Linked DNA regions of Macaca mulatta: region 1 is linked to region 2. The links are chromatin contacts, called in public Hi-C maps. All regions are on one chromosome and are shown on one strand. The core of a region is the stretch at or near the end of the contact, and the rest is flanking DNA. Distances in the headings are between cores, read along the strand shown. Region 1 has its middle 24 kb from the start of ADGRE1. Region 2 overlaps SH2D3A (SH2 domain containing 3A).

Region 1 (5,047 bases), core at 1,612-4,111, 110 kb after region 2:
CCTGCACAATATAGTGAGACCTTCCTCTCTACAAAGAAAAAAAAAAGAAAAAAATTAGCTCTGCATGGTGGCACACAACTGTAGTCCCAGCTACTCAGGAGGCTGAGGTGGGAGGACTGCTTGAGCCCAGGAGGTGGAGGTTGTGGTGAACTATGATTGCACCACTGCACTCGAGCCTAGGCAACAGAATGAGACCTCATCTCTAAAAACCAACCAGGCCAGGCGCGGTGGCTCACACCTGTAATCCTAGCACTTTGGGAGGCCGAGGCGGGCAGATCACTTGAGGTCAGGAGTTTGAGACCGGCCTGGCCAACATGGTGAAATCTCGTCTCTGCTAAAAATACAAAAATTAGCCAGGCATGGTGGCAGGTGCCTGTAATCCCAGCTACTTGGGAGGTTGAGACATGAGAATCACTTGAACCTGGGAGGCAGAGATTGCAGTGAGCTGAGATTGTGCCACTGCACCCCAGCCTTGATGACAGAGTGAGACTCACTAATAATAGTAATAATAAATTAAAAATGAGGGGAAAGCTTTTTAGGGAGAGGTGCAAATGATGGTGATCCTGGGAGGTTCTGGGAACTTCAAGGGGCTCATTTTGCTTGGAGAGGGAGGAAAGTAGGGGTGGGGTGGTGAAAAGTTGTTGGGAGACGGGGCACGGTGACTCAGGCCTATAATCCTAGCACTGTGGGAGGCTGAGGCAGGTGGATCACTTGAGGTCAGGAGCTCGAAACCAGCCTGGCCAACACGGTGAAACACCATCTGTACTTAAAAAAAAAAAAAAAAAAATATATATATATATATATATATATATATATATATATATATATATACACACACACACACGCACATACACATATATATATATAATTAGCCGGGCTTGGTGGCGTGCACCTGTAATCCCAGCTACTCAGGAGGCTGTGGCAGGAGAATCACTTGAACCCAGGAGGGGGAGGTTGTAGTGAGCTGAGATTGCATCACTGCACTCCAGCCTGGATGACAGAGCAAGACCCCATCTCAAAAAAAAAAAAAAAAAAAAAGGAAAACGAAAAAGAAAAAGAAAAGAAAGGGTTGTTGGGAGTCGGATGAAGCCCAGGTGAGGCCTGATGCAAGATTTCCCTTCTTATGTGTCCCTGGGGGACCACGAAGAAAGAGGGAACACATGCACACACATACACAAACATTTGTGCACACACACAGACACTATTATTAGTTTGCTGTACCCACAAGCGTGGCACACGCATACACACACGTGTGTGCACACACACATGCACCTGTGTGCACACACTGTATTAGCTTGCTAGACCCACGTGCATGGCACACATGTGCACACACGCAGGCGCTGTATTGGCTGTCTAGGGCTGCCATACCAAACCACCACCACCAAAGTGTCTGAAACAACAGAAATGGATTCTCTCCCAGTTCTGGAGGCCAGAAGTCTAAGATCAAGGTGTAGGCAGGGCCACACTCGCCCTAATGGCTCCAGGGAGGATCTCTTCTTGCCTGTTCCAGCTTCCGGTGGTGGCGGGCAATCTCCAGTGTTCCTTGCCTTGCAGACACATCGCCCCGATCTCTGCCTCTGTCTTCATATGGACAGCTCCTCTGTGTCCAAATCTCCTTCTCCTGTCTTATAAAGACATTGTCATTATATTTAGGATCTACCCTAAATCCAGCATGATTTCAGCTCAAGATCCTTAACTAACTCCATCTGTAAAGACTCTGTTTCCAAATAAGGTCACATTCTGAGGTCCTGGGGATTAGGATTTCAATATGTGAATTTGAGGAGGGGGTGCAGCAATTCAACCCCTAAGACAGACAGACAAACACACATACACACTGTACACAAAGGTCCTCATAGAAATACCTACATGTGCAACTGGCCAAAACAGATACATAGATGTTTATAAAGAAGACAGCCCCGGAGATAACACACAAACAAGCACACACTGCAGAGATTCACAGACAAAGATTCCCTCCCCATGACCCTACATTCTTGGTAAGCAGATGCACAGATGGACATAGACCCAGACAGTCAAAAACTACTTGCTGACTGGGCGCGGTGGCTCACACCTGTAATCCCAGCACTTTGGGAGGCTGAGGCAGGTGGATCACGAGGTCAGGAGATCAAGATCATCCTGCTAACATGGCGAAACCCCATCTCTACTAAAAATAAAAAAATTAGCCAGGCGTGGTGGCAGATGCCTGTAGTCCCAGCTACTTGGGAGACTGAGGCAGGAGAATGGCGTGAACCTGGGAGGCGGAGCTTGCAGTGAGCCTTGATTGCACCACTGCACTCCAGCCTGGGCAACAAGAGCTTAACTCCATCCAAAAAAAAGAAGCACCCTCTTTCTTTCTTTCATCTTTTTTAAGAGACAGGGTCTTGCTATGTTGTCCAGGCTGGGGTACATTGGTGAAATCATAATTCATGGCATCCTTAGACTCCTGAGTTCAAGTGATCCTCTCACCCTTAGCATCCTGAGCAGCTGGGACTACAGACGCACGCCACCATGCCCAGCTAATTAAATTTTTTTTTTTTTTTAGATACGGGGTCTTGCTATGTTGTCCAGGCTGGTCTCGAACTCCTGGCCCCAAGTCATCCTCCCACCTCAGCCTCCCAAAGTGTTGGGATTACAGGTGTGAGCCACCGCACCCGGCCCAGAAGAACTTTTTTTTTTTTTCAGAGGAACATTTTTTATCCAAAGGAATGACTCCTTAATGGTGGAATTCCAGGCAATGAAGTTAGGCGGGGGGCAGATTTTCACACAGGAAGCCGTCATATTTCATGGGTACCATTCACGCAAGGCGGGACTTGTCCTTAGGCAGCCAATACTTCCGCGTTGCCCTGGCGTTTGCCCCGCGGAACCAAGTTCCCCGTATCTTGCCCGTTGTAACGGCACAGCACCAATTTGAAGCTATGTACTGCCCTCTGGTGGCCTTCGGTGATTTGGCTTCAGTGTCTCAAACTCTGATTAGACTGTTTCCAAAGACAAGGCTGTTAGGGGGCCTCAGAAGTCAGGCTTGGATGTTTGAGCTCTAAGCTGCAGGATTTGGGGAGCCGTGGTGTGGGGGGTGACTTATTTATTTATTTATTTATTTTTGAGGCAGAGCCTCGCTCTGTCGCCCAGGCTGAAGTGCAATGGTGTGATCTTGGCTCACTGCAACCTCCACCTCCCGGGTTCAAGTGATTCTCCTCCCTCAGCCTCCCGAGTAGCTGGTACTAAAAAGTCCTCCACCACGCCCAACTAATTTTTGTATTTTCTTTTGAGTAGCGAGGGGGTTTCACCATGTTGGCCAGGCTGGTCTCGAACTCCTGACCTCAGGTGATCCACCGGCCTTGGCTTTCCAAAGTGCTAGGATTACAGGTGTGAGCCACCGTGCCTGGCCAGAGTGGGGATGATTCAAACAGTGGATATTCGCATATCATGTGCCCATTCCTATGGTGTAAACAGTCTCACCACACCTGATTTCTTTTTTCTCTCTCCTTCTTCCTTCCTTCCTTCCTTCCTTCCTTCCTTCCTTCCTTCCTTCCTTCCTTCCTTATTTTTTTGACGGAGTCTTGCTCTGTTGCCCAGGCTGGAACGCAGTGGCACACTCTCAGCTCACTGCAACCTCCAACTCCTGGGTTCCAGCAATTCTCCCTGTCTGAGTAGCTGGGATTACCGGTGCCCACCACCACACCCAGCTAACTTTTGTATTTTTAGCAGAGATGGGGTTTTGTCATGTTGGCCAGGCTAGTCTTGAACTCCTGGCCTCAGATCATCTGCCTGCCTCTGCCTCCTGAAATTCTGGGATTACAAGTGTGGGCCACCGCACCTGGACCACAGCTGATTTCAAGTCATCGTAAGTATCTTCACTTTCCTTGCCTCCAGTCCACCCAGCAAAAGCACAACCAACATCAGAGACCTCAGGCACGGGGATAACCACAATGCATCTCCCTTCCTGCCTTGGCCATGCTGGCCACAGGCAGCAGGAAGGGGCAGAGGAAAGAGCTGGGTGAGGATGTGGCTTCAGCTGGAGTTTACTTAGAGATTAGCTCCATGGAGAAAAATAAAGTGGAGTAACATGCTAGCAAGTTTTTATTTAAAAGTTGAAAAATAAAAAAGGTTTTGTTTTTATTTATTTATTTATTTATTTATTTTTTGAAATTGACACATAAAAATGGTATATATTCATGGCGGTCATCATGATGTTCTGAAATATATAGATATTGACTGGGTGCAGTGGCTCACGTCTGTAATCCGTCCCAGCACTTTAGAAGGCTGAGGTGGGCAGATCACTTGAGGTCAGGAGTTTGAGACAAATCAGGGCAACATAGCAAGGCCTGTCTCTACTAAAAATACAAAAAATTAGCTGGGTGTGGTGGCCCATGACTGTAGTCACAGCTACTCGGGAGGCTGAGGCATGAGAATTGCTTGAACCCAGGAGGCGAAGGTTGCAGTGAGCTAAGATGGCGCCATTGCACTCCAGCCTGGGTGACAGAGTGAGACTCTGTCTCAAAAAAAAAAAAAAAAAAGGAAATATATATATAGAGAGAGACACACACATTATCAAATGGCTAAATTGAGCTAATTAACATATACATTATTCAATTACTCACATACTTATTTTATTGTGGTGGGAATACTCAAAATCTACTCCCAGCCAATTTTCAAAAATACAGGCTGGTACTCAGGAGGCTGAGGCAGGAGAATCACTTGAACCCAGGAGGTGGAGGTTGCAGTGAGCCGAGATGGCACCGCTGCACTCCAGACTGGGTGACAGAGCAAGAATCCGTCTAGAAAAAAAAAAGAAATCACACCTGTAATCCCAGCACTTTGGGAGGCCAAGGCAGGTGGATCACGAGGTCATGAGTTTGAGACCAGCCTGGCCAACATGGTGAAACCCCATCGCTACTAAAAATACAAAAATTAGCCAAGCGCAGTGGTGGTCACCTGTAATCCCAGCTACTCAGGAGGCTGATGCAGGAGAATTGCTTGAACCCTGGAGGCAGAGGTTGCAGTGAGCCGAGATCACAGCACTATGCTCCAGCCTGGGACAGAGCAAGACTCT
Region 2 (5,469 bases), core at 2,453-4,952:
AGCAACATCGAACGGCTGAAACTGGACGTGCAGAAGTATGAGGTCAGAAAAGACCCTGGGGAGTGGCGGGAGCCAGCGTGCCTGGCTGAGTCACTGCCGGGTGGGGGTAGGGGTGGGGTCTGGGGGTCGGGGATAGGGGAGGTGTTCGGAGCTGGGGGTCTCCAACTGTTTTCCATCACAGCCTTGGCTGTGCGTGGGTGATGTCAGGGAACCTCTGAGTCCAGAGTGGGCTGACCCCAGAGCTCTGCCCTGGCACGATTTTGCCGTCCCCTCCTCCCAGGCGTGGCTGGCAGAAGCTGAAAGTCGAGTCCTTAGCAACCGGGGAGACAGCCTGAGCCGGCACGCCCGGCCTCCCGACCCCCCTGCTAGCGCCCCACCAGACAGCAGCAGCAACAGCGGATCACAAGACACCAAGGAGAGGTGAGGGGTGACGCCAGAGTGAGTCTGTTCCCAGGGTCCCAGGGGGGCGTGTCTTTATCTGCCGAGTTCTCCCCAAACAGCTCTGAAGAGCCTCCCTCAGAAGAGAGCCAGGATACCCCCATTTACACGGAGTTTGATGAGGATTTCGAGGAGGAACCCACATCGCCCATAGGTCACTGTGTGGCCATCTACCACTTTGAAGGTGAGAATGGCCAGAGTGGGCTTGGCGGGGATGGGCGGCAGTGTCTCTAGCTAGGTTCAGTTTAAATTTGCCTAAAGCAGGGCTGGGCGGGTGGCTCAGGCTTGTAATCCCAGCAGTTTGGGAGGCTGAGGCAGGCAGATCACTTGAGGTCAAGCATTCCAGACCAGTCTGGCGAACATGTTGAAACCCCATCTCTACTAAAAATACAAACATTAGCCAGGTGCGGTGGCACACGCCTGTGATCCCAACTACTCAGGAGGCTGAGGCAGGAGAATCCCTTGAACCCAGGAAGCGGAGGTTGCAGGGAGCTGAGATCGCGCCATTGCACTCCAGCCTGGGCGACAGAACGAGACTCAGTCTCAGAAATAAAAAATAAAAATAATACATTTGCCTAAAGCAGATCTGGGCCCACCCCCACCCCCATCACAGGGTCCAGCGAGGGCACCATCTCTATGGCCGAGGGTGAAGACCTCAGTCTTATGGAAGAAGACAAAGGGGACGGCTGGACCCGGGTCAGGCGGAAAGAGGGAGGCGAGGGCTACGTGCCCACCTCCTACCTGCGAGTCACACTCAATTGAACCCTGCCAGAGGCGGGAAGACGGGGGGCTGTCGGTTGCTGCTTCTGGGCCACGGGGGGCCCCAGGACCTATGCACTTTATTTCTGACCCCGTGGCTTCGGCTGAGACCTGTGTAACCTGCTGCCCCCTCCATCCCCAACCCAATTCCACCTGTCACTCCGGACGGACCCGCTGTGCCTTCTGCCATCGTTCCACCATTGATGTACATACTCATGTTTTACATCTTTTCTTCCTGCCGCTCGGCTCCGGCCATTTTGTTTTATACGAAAATGGGAAAAAAAAAAAAAAAAAAGAAATTACATAAAGTTCCTGGAGTCGGTGCCTTATTAGAGGATTTAGATACTGGGACTGGAAGGATCTAACACCACGTTTCTTACAGGCCACACAGGGAACAAGGACGGGAAGGTGATCTTGGGCACACCTTGGGTCAACCCTGCCCCCTTCTGGAAGTTGGCCTATATCATTGTCAGTGGGTGTCTGCTTGGGACTCAGGTAGGGAGAAGGATACCAAGTTTCCTTTTCTTTTTCTTTTTTCTTTTTGAGACAGCCTTACGCAGTTGCCCAGGCTGGAGTGCAGTGGCGTAATCTCAGCTCACTGCAGACTCCACCGCCCGGGTTCAAGCAATTCTGCCTCAGCCTCCCAAGTAGCTGGGATTACAGGTGCACACCACCACGCCCAGCTAATTTTTTGTATTTTCTGTAGAGGCGGGGTTTTGCCATGTTGGCCAGGCTGGTCTCGAACTCCTGACCTCAAGTGGTCCATCCACCTCGGCCTCCCAAAGTGCTGGGATTATGGGTGTGAGCTACCGCGCCCGGCCGGGACACCAAGTTTCATCCCTTGTGAATGCAGTGCAGCTTCTGAGAATGGGTAGCACTTATTGAGAACCTACTGTGTGCCAGGCATTCTCCACCTGCGGTCTCATTCCCAGCCACAATTCTTAGAAAGTACACAGCCTCAACTTTTACATTTTGTAAAAGTTTTTTATTTTTCAGTTTTTGTAGAGATGAGGTCTCACCATGTTGCCCTGGCTGGTCTTGAACTCCTGGCCTCAAGCCTTCCTTCCGCCTCGGCCTCCCAAAGTGCTGAGATTACAGGCCTGAGCTGCTGCACAGCCATGATTTTGTTAAAGGCAGACACAGAGAGGTGAAGTGATCTGCTAGAAATCACAGCTTTTAAGAAGCGGAGTCACATTTGAACTCTGGCCTCTGATGCCAGATCTGCAGGTCACATGTTCACCATGCCCCGGATGACCCTGACTGCCCTCCCCACCTCTGCTGTGAGGCACAGGGCAGGTTTCCGCCTGAGGACGTGAGGAGCCTGGGACGACTCCTTTGGTCTCTTCCGGGGTCTTCAAAAACCTGGGGGTCCCGGGTGTGAAGAAAGGGGTCTGCGCTCTCAGCTGTCAGGCTCCAGGCGCTGTGACAGGACGCCGAGGACGCGCTGGAACTTCTCAAAGCGTTCAGCGCGCGGAGCTCCCGCGCCCCGGCTACCCCAGAGCAGCCTCCGCAGGAAGCCGGTGGTCAGGGCCTCCCTCAGCTCTGGGTTAGGCCGGAATCCTGGAAACAAGGTCAGGTGGGCTGGGGGCGGGGCCCAGGCGCCCGCCTCGCCCCTCCCAACCTCCCGCACCTGCCTTTCCCCTGAGGACTTTGACCCAACAGCGGCCCGGGAGGGACTTGCCCCACCTGCGAGATGACTAGGCGGGGTCAGAGGGGAGGGGGCTTCCAGCCCTCTGCAGGATGGGGGTGGGGTGCCTGAGGGGCTCTACTAGAGTGCAAGGGGGTGGCCTGTTCCAGGTGCCAGATCCTGGGGGTCCCGCCTTAGGGGCTGTGCCTGGACGTGGGGCTGCACCGGTGGCGGGATCCCAGGTTGTCGGGGAAGGTGGGGGATCTTGTCGGCTGGGCTGCCCTAGGATAGGAGGGAGGAATCGTTTGGAGGGAGGAATCGTTTGGAGGGAGCAGGGCGTTCCTCGAGATCGAGATCCCTGGGGTGCGGGATCGTTCTAGGTGGGAAGGGGGAGTGGGGACCCGCGGAGGTGGCTCTGGGGGCAGGACAGCCCGCTTTGAGGTAGACGGCCCTGTTCCTATCAATACCGCTGGAAGCAGCGTTTGCTTGGGGTGAGAACCTTCCTGGAGTGGAGACGTCCCAGTTCGGGTGGGGCTCCGGGAGGCGTGGCGAGAGGCTCCCTTCCTGGGACAGGTTGGGTTTGGGGGTCCGGCCAGAGCTTGCCGGATCTGAAGTCTGCAGTACAGAGCAGAGGGAACGCTCACCTCGCAGGCGCTGGGCTGCCACCTTGCGGAATTTGGGTGCGTCCCGGGCCATGTGACGCGCCCCGTGCAGGGTGCGCAACAGCCGCTCGCAGCTCTCCTCCAGCGGACCTGCGACTTCCTCGCCCTCCAGCAGGCGCACCATGGGTGCCACGTGCGGCAGCGCCACCTCGCCGGGGTCGCAGGGTCCTGCGGAGGGGGAGGGTCTGATCTGGGTTTGGGGCTGTAGATAGGGCATGGGGCAGAGATGGAACCTAGGACAGATGCAAGGGCGGGGCTTAGGATTGAGCGACAGCGGGGTCTGTGGACAGGGGCCAGGATCACAAGCCCCGTATGGGGGGCGGGGTCTATGGCGAAGGGGCGGAGCCTAGGGAAAGGGGCTGGGATCAAGGCTGGTAAGGGGGCGTGGCCCTAGGAACAAGTCCCGTGTGGAGGGCAGGGCCTAGAACTGATGTAGGAACAGGGCATAGGACTAGATTAAGATTTCTGTTAAATTTGGTCTGGGCCCCCGGAGGATGCCAAGCCCCAGACCTTCACTCACCAGCGCCCTCATCCAGAGCCCGCATCAGCGGCTTCAGCTCCTGTTCAAAGGCCAGCGCAGCCTCCGTGTGGCTCCTTCGGAGCTGGCGCCACGTGTGCTCCAACCGGGACACCTGGGAGAAGAGACCTGCGCATGCCTCCTCTCCTGTCTTCCCACTCACCCGCACTCCAGCTTCCTCCACTCCCTGCTCCGCACGAACCTGGGGCATGAGCAGGGCGCCCATGACCGCAGCCAGCCCGGGCAGGTCCCCCGCTGCCCCTGGCCGCAGCGCCAGCGCCAGCTCTACCAGGCCCCTCAGTGCGGCTGCGCGCTCCTCCAGCGGCCCCGAGCAGCCCAGCACTGCCAGTGCCCCGGCCAGCGCCAGTGTCTCATGCCTGCAGAAGCGGAGGGCAAGGGTCTGGGGGCAGTGGGGAGGTTTGTAATGCAGGGGTGAGGGGGGATAGGATGTGGCATTGCCCCATCTCCCTTCTTCCCTGAGGAACCATGAGTGGGGAGCTGTTTGGAGACTTTCGGAAGTCGGGGGGAATTGGCCTTCCCCAGCCAAGATTCCAAGCGGCTGGCTCACCTCTCTAGCAGTTCCAACCTCAAGCGACATCCATGGGGAAGAGTGAGCAGCTCCAGGCCAGATGAGACCCCCATGTTGTCCCGCTGAACCCTGGTCACTCCCAGGAGGCCTGTGGCCTGCAGAAGGGAATGGGGAAGTCAGGTGAAGTGTGATTATGTAGGTATGGTGGGGTCTTGCCCTGGGCCTGGGGAGGAGCATCTCAGCAGGTGACCCACCTGGCAGTCTACCAATAGCAAGTGAAGGGCAGTGCTCCCAGGATGGTGTTCCAGGAACAGGCCACGGAGAGTATGCAGGACTTGGGGTTCCAGGGGCCGATTCTGGGGGCCCAGGAGGCAGGAGGGGGTATCAGGGGGGCAGAAAGAGATCTCAGCCTGTGGTCTTGTAAAACATCTGTTCTCTTCCTCCTCATCCTCCTCGGCCTCCCACCATGGGGCCTCTGGCTCTGGGCAGCTTTGGCTCAGGGATGTTCCCTGGACACAGGGTACTCGGGGCACCAGCTCGCAGTACGTTGGGGGACGTTCAGAGGCATCAGGAAGTTCGAAGGAGGGTGTCCGGGGAGGCTTCGCTGGTGCCTTGGCTTGAAGCTGCCCATCGGAGGCTCTGAGACTGTTGGCAACAGTTCCCAGGGGAGCAGGGGCCTTCAGCAACACGGGGTCACTGCCCGTTCGGGGCAAGGCAGATACGGGCGTGGCGAAGGCTTCTGGAGATCATACAAGAGGGGTCAATGGGAATACACAGAGAAGATTGCTGAATGGGCGGGGGTGAGAGCTTCATGGGCTACTACCCACCTGATCCATCCACTCATTCCAATAATGGGGTACCCCAACCTATCCAGGGGCAGTTTTGAATTTCAACAACCTCAACAGTAGAAATGCTAACATGCTTACACATGGTTGGA

What was found. Hi-C and Micro-C count contacts between places; a contact is called where the count stands out from the background.
Region 1: a contact with region 2 is called in a Hi-C map of blood, with 4 times the contacts expected there. The contact joins two enhancer-like sites. A contact is called at or near these places in 3 of 14 Hi-C or Micro-C datasets (blood, cortical neurons and liver).

The regions. Positions count from the first base shown.
Region 1 is chr19:7,724,015-7,729,061 of T2T-MMU8v2.0, forward strand. No RefSeq gene overlaps it. Among named protein-coding and RNA genes, the nearest start is that of ADGRE1, 24 kb to the right of the region's middle. Within about 2 kb of position 2,862, at least 8 of the 40 cell types and tissues checked have an H3K27ac peak or open chromatin away from gene starts, as enhancers often do. A contact at or near this core is called in blood, where this site is marked.
Region 2 is chr19:7,612,874-7,618,342 of T2T-MMU8v2.0, forward strand. It overlaps SH2D3A (SH2 domain containing 3A), which reads right to left. Exons shown (of 11, transcript XR_013409638.1): 5 at 4,787-5,271; 6 at 4,572-4,687; 7 at 4,206-4,380; 8 at 4,007-4,118; 9 at 3,469-3,719; 10 at 2,471-2,757; 11 at 2,161-2,354. It overlaps TRIP10 (thyroid hormone receptor interactor 10), which reads left to right. Exons shown (of 15, transcript XM_077979625.1): 12 at 1-42; 13 at 281-420; 14 at 501-622; 15 at 1,023-1,505. The coding sequence ends at 1,504. Among named protein-coding and RNA genes, the nearest start is that of TRIP10, 14 kb to the left of the region's middle. Within about 2 kb of position 3,703, at least 13 of the 40 cell types and tissues checked have an H3K27ac peak or open chromatin away from gene starts, as enhancers often do. A contact at or near this core is called in blood, where this site is marked.